Linked DNA regions of Ovis aries: region 2 is linked to region 1. A link is a contact called in public Hi-C data. All regions are on one chromosome and are shown on one strand. Each heading gives the region's core, a stretch centred on a gene start, on an enhancer-like site or on the middle of the called end of the contact. The rest is flanking DNA. Distances are from core to core; before and after follow the strand shown.

Evidence for each region. A called contact is a pair of places that touch in the nucleus more often than the background predicts.
Region 2: a contact with region 1 is called in a Hi-C map of skin fibroblasts, with 2.6 times the contacts expected there. The contact joins the promoter of PDE7A here to the enhancer-like site in region 1. A contact is called at or near these places in 2 of 16 Hi-C or Micro-C datasets (skin fibroblasts and tail adipose tissue).

What each region holds. Positions count from the first base shown.
Region 1 is chr9:43,108,195-43,113,302 of ARS-UI_Ramb_v3.0, reverse strand. The region is part of intron 4 of PDE7A (phosphodiesterase 7A); the gene reads left to right. Among named protein-coding and RNA genes, the nearest start is that of PDE7A, 74 kb to the left of the region's middle. Within about 2 kb of position 2,917, at least 1 of the 54 cell types and tissues checked has an H3K27ac peak or open chromatin away from gene starts, as enhancers often do.
Region 2 is chr9:43,182,464-43,187,571 of ARS-UI_Ramb_v3.0, reverse strand. It overlaps PDE7A (phosphodiesterase 7A), which reads left to right and starts at 2,643. Exons shown (of 14, transcript XM_060393438.1): 1 at 2,643-2,745; 2 at 2,856-3,007. The coding sequence starts at 2,870.

The DNA.
Region 1 (5,108 bases), core at 1,668-4,167:
CTTGATTTCTAATGCTTTAAGTAGACGGTTCATGCTAGCTTCTTTGTGAACTTACCAGGTGTTATTATCTTGGTTCTATGGGACAAGAAAACAAAAAAATTTTCCCAGGTATCATTGCTCACTAAAGAAATTTTATGAAGCCTTCGTTTACCTCTGTTTATGTTCTTATTACTTACCTTATAGTGCAAAAGATAATGTATATCACACATATTTGCATGGTTTGAGAATGGGATTTTTCATGTAAGGAAGTCATTGTTGATATTATTTTAGGATGCTCAGAAACATTCCTTGGGGTACTGTTGTGTACTAATATTTTCTTCTCTGGGTGTTGGTGATTTAGTCGCCAAGTCATGTCTGACTCTTGAGACCCTACGGACTGTAGCCCGCCAGGCTCCTCCGTCCATGGCAAGAATACTAGAGTGGGTTACCATCTCCTTCTCTAGGGGATCTTCCTGACCCAGGAATCAAACCCAGGCCTCCTGCATTACAGGCGGATTCTTTACCAACTGAGCTATAAGGAAAGCCCTCCATTTTTACAGTTTAGACAGAACTTACATATCAGTGGAAATTATATGATGGGTTGTGTTTATTAAGAAATTTGGAAGATCTTAACTTATTAAAGATACTGCTGAAATTTTCAGATGCTCACATTAGTCAGAAATTTTTATTTAGCCCAAAAAGAGATGTAAGATTGCTTACTGATTGAGAGCAGTTTCTGGTGATGCTATTAAAAGTGTCATAACAACCCTTGAGTATTCACACTATGCTAATCACTAATTACTTGTTTAGATAGCAAAGAGCTAACACTGGTGCTTCTTACTTAACCTCTTTGTCCCTTGTCTGTCCCCCAAAGCTATACATGGAATCTTGTAATGATGTTGAAATCTGTAGGATTATTAGCAGATAAAGCAGTTGACTCTTATCGTGTGATCATTTTATAATATACACCTTTTTTTTTTTAAAGGCTTGGTGCACTTTCTCAAGAGACAATTGATTCGTTTCTGGCAAATATTTCAACTTGAGTGTTAGCATTGACACTTCTTTGACAGCTACTGAAAAACTTCAACATTCATCCCATTCTTACAAGATCCCCAACCTTCAGACCTGCTCTGTCTAGGAATTACTTCCACTTAGGTCCAGATTTCAGGTCCTCTGGCTTTTATAAAATGATTCTTGATGTCCCTTGTGCAACTAATTTTTCAGCTGCATAGTCTCCTTACCTTATGTTGTGAAGACTGACAGTTTTGAAGCACCTGATAATAATGAGCAATATGTACATTAAGAAAAATTGGGAGGAAAAAGTAATGGGGGGAGAAAATCAGGCTGAGGAGAGAGAAACTGATTGATTAGAAAGAGCAAGAGAGTGGCAAAGTTGTTAGGCTGGTGGCTGAGTGGTGTGAACTGAAAAGGGCCCCCAAGTTGGGTCTCCCTAATGCAGCTTCTTTGCTTCTGAGCATCACATCACCTCACCAGGCTTTCAAGGAGCCTCCCTCCTGTCAGCTTCCTTCTTTTGAGTAAGTTGGCTTTAGTGACCAGCTTTCTAGGCTGGATTAAGAGCCCCAAATATTCTTACAAATACTTTTCTGTGTCCAGTTGACCATACACCTGGTCTCTTGAATTATAATATTTTGGACTCCTAAATTAGTTGGACTTCAGTTCAGTCACTCAGTCGTGTCCAACTCTTTGTGACCCCATGCATCACAGCACGCCAGGCCTCCCTGTCCATCACCAGCTCCCGGAGTCTACTCAAACTCAGGTCCATTGAGTCGATGATGCCATCCAGCCATCTCATCCTCTGTCGTCCCCTTCTCCTCCTACCCCCAATCCCTCCCAGCATCGGGGTCTTTTCCAATGAGTCAACTCTTCGCATGAGGTGGCCAGAGTATTGGAGTTTCTTTCAGCTTTAGCATCAGTCCTTCCAGTGAACACCCAGGACTGATTTCCTTTAGGATGGACTGGTTGGACCTCCTTGCAGTCCAAAGGACTCTCAAGAGTTTTCTCTAACACCACAGTTCAGAAGCATCAATTCTTCGGCACTCAGCTTTCTTCACAGTCCAACTCTCACATCCATACATGACCACTGGAAAAACCATAGCCTTGACTAGACAGACCTTTGTTGGCAAAGTAATGTCTCTGCTTTTCAACATGCTATCTAGGTTGGTCATAACTTTCCTTCCAAAGAGTAAGGATCTTTTAATTTCATGGCTGCAGTCACCATCTGCAGTGATTTTGGAGCCCCCAAAAATAAAAAGTCTAACACTGTTTCCACTGTTTCCCCATCTATTTTCCATGAAGTGATGGGACCAGATGCCATGATCTTCGTTTTCTGAATGTTGAGCTTTAAGCCAACTTTCTCACTCTCCTCTTCCACTTTCATCAAGAGGCTTTTAGTTCCTCTTCACTTTCTGCCATAAGGGTGGTGTCATCTGCATATCTGAGGTTATTGATATTTCTCCTGGCAATGTTGATTCCAGCTTGTGCTTTTTCCAGCCCAGCGTTTCTCATGATGTACTCTGCGTATAAGTTAAATAAGCAGGGTGACAGTATACAGCCTTGACGTACTCCTTTTCCTATTTGGAACCAGTCTGTTGTTCCATGTCCAGTTCTAACTGTTGGACTTCATGGATTCCATATTGAATTTTTTCAAAATTCATGTTTGTTCTAAATTTAATGTCCCTACATTTAATAAATTATTCTTTTAGTTACACATTCTCTTTAGCTTCTGTAGTAACAAATTCTAATCTCTTTAAACATAAAAGAATTACTATAATTCTGCTCCACATGTACACTTAGAAAATCTAAGATCTTCCTTTGAAAGATTCTGACATGATTATTAAATAGTAACCGAGGCTATCAGCTTGACAGTTCCCTCTTTTCATGGAATTCACCAAAGCTCATTGACGTCATCCAGACTGGAAGCCCTGGTGTCTCTGCCAACATTGGGCAAGATGTAATATAAGCAGTATGTTTCTTTCACGTCCACAGGAATGCAGTTTTCCGTTTTCTTTTAACTCCTGACACATGGTAATGTTCCATTCTATGTAAAGGTGTTTTGCCTGTTATCTTGAGCCTTTATGTTCACTTTGCACTTTATTCCACCCCATACGAAGGGAACCTTTCAAGGTATCTACATCGTAGCCTCAAAGGCTTTTAGCCTTACTCATCTTTTTGTTTCTGGTTTTTGGCAGCCTATGCCTCATTTTGGTTTTTCAGTCGTGTCCAACTCTGTGACCTTACGGACTGCAACATACCAGGCTTCCCTTCGTTTTTCTCACAGAGTTTGCTCAAACTCATGTCCACTGAGTCAGTGATGCCATCCAGCCATCTCATCCTCTGTCATCCCCTTCTCCTTCTGCCCTCAATCTTTCCCAGAATCAGGGTCTTTCCCAATGAGTCGGTTCTTTGCATCAGGTGGCCAAAGTATTAGAGCTCCAGCTTCAGCGTCAGTCCTTCCAGTGAACATTGAGGGTTGATTTCCTTTAGGATTGACTGGTTTGATGTCCTTGCAGTCCAAGGGACTCTCAAGAGTCTTCAGCACCACAGTTTGAAAGCCTCAGTTCTTTGGTGCTCAGTCTTCTTTGTGCTTCATTATAAAGATTGAATATATTATTGTTGCATCAAGTTGACTAAACTGGATATCTTCTCCCAGTTAGACTTTATAAGGTCCCACTTGATTTCTGTAAGTATGATCTGTATTAGCCATAAACGTAATTCATGCGGGCCAGTGCCCTTACGTCGAATCAGATGTCCCATGTTGTCTTTATCGTGATGACCTACAGTGACAACAGACAAAACTCTCCTTAAATTTTGCCTTAGAGCCTCATGTGCACTTGGGTTGTTTTTTATCTTCCTAACAGGGCCCTGTTAGACTTGGGTGCTTTTTTGATACTTAGTGATATGAACAGAAAGAACATCTGTTTCTGTGTTTATTTTGAGCTTAAAAGCTTATGTCATACTGATTTTATTGTCTGGGATTATCTAAGTCTTAAGTATACAGTAACTCCCACGCAAACTCATACCCTTTTTACCGCTTCTTCCTTTAAGAATGGAAGTTGTCGCATGGCGTTTCCCTCAGCTATGACGAGGAAGCCTGGCTTTGCTGCAGTCCATGGAGTTCCAAAGAGTCAGACACGACTTAATGACTAAGCAAGGACTTTGTTGTTGCTATATTGTTTTTCTTACTCTTTCATACTGTACTGCCTGGTCGTTACTTTCCTATTTACAAGGAAATAGGAAATTTGAAATTACATTTAAAATTAGAAATATAGTTTCTCTTCTTTTAACCAGTATTTGTTCGACTTGCAAAGATGGCTCTTCCATCATTTGTAATTAAACTCAGTTCGGTAACTTAAATGACATTCCTGATGTCACAAAACTAGTAGAAGTGGCAGCCTTGGGATTCAAACCCAGGCGTATGACTCCAGAGCTCGTGTGTTTATTCGCCTTGCTGCACTGCCGCTCAGTAGCAGTACAGGCTACTCCTTAAAGACCATCGCTGTCAGCACCTCTGCTTTCCCCCTTTATCCATGCATGCTGCATGTAAAAATTCTTCCCAGAAAACTTGAATTTAGATGTAACTAAATGTATTTATTCAGTATTGAGCAGTAGGCTTCCTGATATGGCTCCTATTCTTTTTTAAGGAAAATTAAAGAGAGATTAGAACATAGAATGTCTTTTTTTTTTTTTTTACTCATTTATCATTCAGTATGACCTTGCTTTAGTCTAGAGTTAAAACCTTGCAGCACTGAATTAAAAAAAAAAAAAAAAGAAATTTTTTTTTAAACAATCTCCAAGGGGAACTCATGCTAACATGCATCTAAATAATTGTCGTGTTAAGGTAGCAGATAATAGTGACCGCAGGGCGCCCTCTTGTGGACGATTAAAGCAGGTAGTGATCAAGTCTCAAAATCCAAAAGCTTTTTCTGTGAAAAATCTCTTTCGTCTAATAACTAACTGCCGGTGATGGCTCTGCTGTGCCGTTTGTTTGACAGAGAAGAAGGTCTGGGAGTCCTGGGCATGATACTGCTCAAGGTATGTCGATTTCCAGCCTGTCTGTTTCGCTAACCTATTGCCTAGATTTCTTTTTTCAGTCCACTTTCTAGTCTGAA
Region 2 (5,108 bases), core at 1,394-3,893, 75 kb before region 1:
CCAAAAAGCACATGGTGTGGTGGCAATACATGGCTCTGAAATCGTACAGAACGGAGTTAAGTGGGACAAATGATTTATGGTCTCAAACCTGATTCCCCATCTATAGAATTGAGATCAAGTTTTTACTTACGTGGCTGTTGCATAGGGTTAAGTTAAAACATTGTATGTAGACTATCCATCATGGTTCGCAGTGGGTGCATAGTAAATGTCAGCTCCCCTCTCTGAAGGGAGATCTGAGTCTTCTCAAATAACTTAATCAAACTTGAGTCTCTTAAATGTTACTAAATATGAGTTATTTTGGCATATACTGTCTGATATCATGCCAATACTGCCTTCTGGGTGTTTAGATGAACACAGAATTCAGATGTTATTGGAGGTAAGTTCTGCCATTTATCCATGGAAGATCTTAGGCAAGTTATATTTCCCTCAGCCTCATTTCAATTTAGAAACTATTGCCTCATGGGGTTTTCATCAGAAGTAAGCAAGAGAGTACTCAGCTTAATCACAGGCATATGGAGGGTGCTCAATACATGCATGAGATGTGGGAGTAATTAGGGTTTCAAAGATGACTTGGGTTAGTCGTTGTGAAACAAGCTGGGACCTGGGACCCTTTGCTGCAGTGCTTACACCTGAACAGAGGGCTCCTCCAGCGATAAATACAAAGAAACAATAAGGAGCTAGAAATAATACACCCATGCATGCACAGCTGGGGCAAATTATGAACAATAAGCTACAAAAAGACCAAAAACCGGACTGCCACTTCTGAGATGTGGGGAGCAAAAGCAGGGTACTGTGCATTATTTCTGCACACAACATCATCAAAGGGGTGGGTAGACTACTAGGCCACCTCTCCAGCGTGACCTCAGGACCCCTACCCTCACTCCATTTAAGGGACAGGCTCATGCCCCTCCCCACTCTCACCCAGGGAGCTAGCAAGGGGATCTGTTGCTAGTTTTCATTCCCTCCTGCAGTAGCATGAGGCCCAATACTTTAACTTTCCATCTGGCTCCTATCCATGAGTCCAAGGACATCGGTTGGTAAAAGTTGCGCTAAAGGGAAGCTTCCACTTAGTGAAAACAACAACAACAACAAAAATCCATGAAACCACAGTGGAAGTGATGTCTTTTTAATAGTAGAAAAGCGGACAAGTTGAAAAATACCCGCAAAGACATAGAAAGTTTTAAGTGATACACAAGAAACAGATGCCGTGGAAAGATGATAAAAGGTTTTGCAGACTTCTGTTGATTTATGGAATCATGAGCGTATGATATCTGATCTCATCTGAACGGGCTATGCAGTACGTTCAAAGACCTGCCACCTTGCCAGTGGCTGGTCATAGCACGTAAGTGGAAGGATGGGTCCCCTGAGAGCAGAGCCCAAGCAATTTTGCCAACCGGGGAAAGCTGGTTTAGGCTGATGTCCCAGAGGTGGAATGCACTTGAAACAAAGTGTTGCAGCTGAAAAGCGTTCATGGTTTGGGGAGAAACGTGACAAAATAAACCTGCAGTCTACAACTCCGGTCAATAGTTTTTTTCCTCCTGCCTTCTAAAAATCGAAGCCAAGAAACAAAAACACGTTTGGTAAAAGGGCGTGCAGTCTCTTTTCCCGCTCTGTCTTCTCATTTTCATTCTTCTCATTTTTTCCAGTGCATACTCTCACTTCTTCTTTCTCAGTCTCGGGTATTTTCCCTCCAACCCATCGCCCCCCTCCTCACGCCCGCTTTACTGGGCTCTGCTCTCCGCCCCTCCACCCGGGACGGCCCCGGGGCCCGCACCTGCCAGCAGAGCGCTCGACCCCGACCCTCCCGGGTGCTGGCAGTGACGTAGAGGGGAGTTCGGTGCCGCGCGGCCCGCCGACGTCACTGCCGCAGCGGTCCCCAGTGAGCCCCAAGGATGGGAATTCAAGGAGGGAAACACGGCGATGACCCCGCGGTCAGGGTTGAGCGCTGCGACTGGGCAGCGTGCTTGGGCTTTCCGAAGCGAAAAGGCCGGAATCGCGCCTCTCGCGTAGGCGGAGCCCACCCCACACCTTCAGCGCGCCCCAACGCCAGAGTTTAGCGATAGGGGGTAATATCCCCACACAGAGGAGCCTCGTGCGCACGCGCCTTGGCCGGGGTGGCGGAGTGCTGTAGCACGAGGATGGGTCGGGGAGGAGGGCAGCGGGAGGGGGATGGTGAGTGAGCCCCGAGGTGCGGCCCCGAGGGAGGGCGGCTCAACCCCACCACCGCTAGCCCGGCTCCCCAGGCGCTGCGGCGGCGCGGGGCCTGCGGCGCGGCGTCGTGACGTCACGGTGGCGGCGGCCGTGGTTGGCGCAGGGTCCGCGGCTGCAAAGTGTGAATTACGCCGGGCTCGCGCCGGCGGCGGAGTGAAGTCAGGCTCCGGGGGAGGGGTGGGGAGGGGGCAGGACCGCGGCCGGAGCTGGTGCCTGCATCCGAGCCCCGCGCGCGCTGGGTCTCGCTGCTGGCTCCAGCTGTGTGTTCTTGCACCGCTTTGCTCTGTTTTTGCTCCGCTCCTGCTCCGCTGCCCTCCCACCCCCCGCCCCGGACCCTCTCCTCTGGGCCGAACAGCCTGGGGACGCCGGGGTTTCCCCTCCGATTTGGCGGGTGCTGCCGTCGCTTGCACCCCGGGAGCCGGGCGCGCGCTGGTCTTCGTTAACTGTCGCCGCGGCCGCAGCAGCGCCTTCCCGCCGGCGGCCCCGGCGGAGTGTTGGGGTGGGGGAGGCGTGAGCGCGGCTTCCCGGCCCGGGGTCGGCGCCCGCCCGCCCTGCCCCCGCCTCGGCCCGGCGCCCCCGAGCCGCGGCCCCTTCCAAGCGCAGGGGCCGGCGGCCGCGGCAGGGCGGGCGCCGCGCGGGGGCAGGGCGGGCGTATTCAATGGAAGTATGTTACCAGCTGCCGGTGCTGCCTCTGGACAGGCCGGTCCCCCAGCACGTCCTCAGCCGCCGAGGAGCCATCAGCTTCAGCTCCAGCTCCGCGCTCTTCGGCTGCCCCAATCCCCGGCAGCTCTCCCAGGTAAACGCCGCCGCCGGGGGCCCCACACTTGGGGGCTGCTCTTTTGTTTACCTCCTTCCACCTGGCTTCACCTCCGCGACCCCTACTCCCCAGTCCTCGCCGTTCACCCCCCCGACCAGCACTTCCCGTTGTTTGGGGATGTCTAGGCTGACCCCCCTCGATTCGAGAGGCTTTTCTCTGATCCTCGGGACTCAAACCTCACCCCACCCCCCACCCCGGCCTGCTCGAGGCTGAACCCAGGTGGGCTCTGGGAACCCCTTCGTACCCTCCCCAGGCGCGACCCCCTCTGTGTTCAGCGGCTTAAGGGTCTGGAATGACTTAAGTCGTCTTCCTTTTCTCGACGTCTCAGTCTGGAAGTTGGGCCTCTTTTTTCCTTACTTGTGGTCCTGGCACACCTGGCCACCCCTCACCCCTACACACCTGTGCTGGGTTTGCGCCTCCCGCGCGCCCCGCGGTGCTGGGATAGTCCTTCAGTTCTCCGAACAATAGGCCGATTCTCGGTTGCTCGTCTCCTTACTTATTCAAGTCTGTTGATGGACCCTAAGTGAGGTCAGAGAAACAAGTATTCAGAGTGCCTCCTCAAAGCTTCGGTTTCCGGAAAGTTGATAGCCAGGAATCAGTTTTATTTTTAATTTGATAAGATTTTTAAGAGAAAAACTACTGATGGAGCACTCACAGGAAGACTTTGTTTTGAATGGTCCAATACCAGTTGCTCCTGAGAATTTCGTTTTTTTTTTCCTCCCTAGTGATGCTGTTGGCCCAGCCTCTTATTTCTGGCTGATTTTGGTCGCCAGTTTTAAAATAGGGAGGACAAAAGAATTTTGTTTACATTTGAACTGATTGCCCTCCATTTCTGCTCCCAGAACGTTACGTGTTCATGATCACATTTTAAGTCACATATGTTTATTTTTCCTGTTGACTAGTATTAGCTTCTTTTATGGGAGCATATCTCTCCCCCACCCCCCGATATATTGTAAATAACTTGAGCCCGGTCTGTATTTCTTTTTGTTTTTTACTGGTACAGTGGGTAGCACCCGATAGAGATTTCTTAGAGTAGATGTGTCCAGTAAATATTTGTCATTTGCTTCTTTGCCTAAATAGTTTGGAGAGAGAGAGCAGAAGCGTATATTTGGGTTTCTTTGAATTGTTTTTATTTAAAATCAGACTTCTTTCACAGGACAAAGTGGTATGCTAATGAGGTCAGAGTCAACTTGTAGATTACTGTAAGTGACATTTAAAAATAATGTTATGTAGTTGTTTTGAAAGTTAGATCCATGATCTGCCCTTACAGTACTGTTTAAAGCATTTTCAGGTTCCAAATTTTAAAAAATTGTAAAGATACTAATGGATTAAAAAGGTTTTTAATGGTAGTAACTTGTTTTCCTTTCTCATATCAGCAATGCATGACTAATACTCATTTCCGGTTCAGTCTAAATGTTATAATGAAGGCAATCAGTTATCACTTGTAAAATTATAAAAGGTGAATAAGGTTAGTTGTGCTCCCCAAGGAGAAAATGAATGATATCAGAGATTCCAAGGGAATTAATACAAGTAAGGCTGATGCCAGGGGTTTTACCTGATGCCTTAATTAATCCTCAGAGACCAATTTTAAGCCCCATTCCTTCTTAGCTCATTTCCTAGCTTTAGATATAAAGGGTAGTGGAATTTTAAAATTGATTGTGGCAGATGAAGCAAATATTGGATAGTCACACTGTAATGCCATGCCATGCTTAGTCGCTTAGTCGTGTCTGACTCTTTGGCATCCTTTGGACTATAGTCTGCCAGGCTCCTCTGTTCGTAGGATTCTCCAGGCAACAATACTGGAGTGGGTTGCCATTTTCCTTCTCCAGGGGATCTTCCCAACCCAGGATCCAACCTGCGTCTCTTGCATTGCACGCAGATTGTTTTACCTTCTGAATCATTCGGGAAGATGACTATATTTACTCTTAAAACTTAAAAAAAAAAAAAAAAATTGTTTGTACCCCAAAGTGACGTGTATAGAAACTTCTGGTTCTCCTGAATTTTCAGCTTAGCGATGCCATTAAAATGATATTAAACTTACCATGGTGCTGAGTGGGTATGTTTATCATTTTCAAATTTT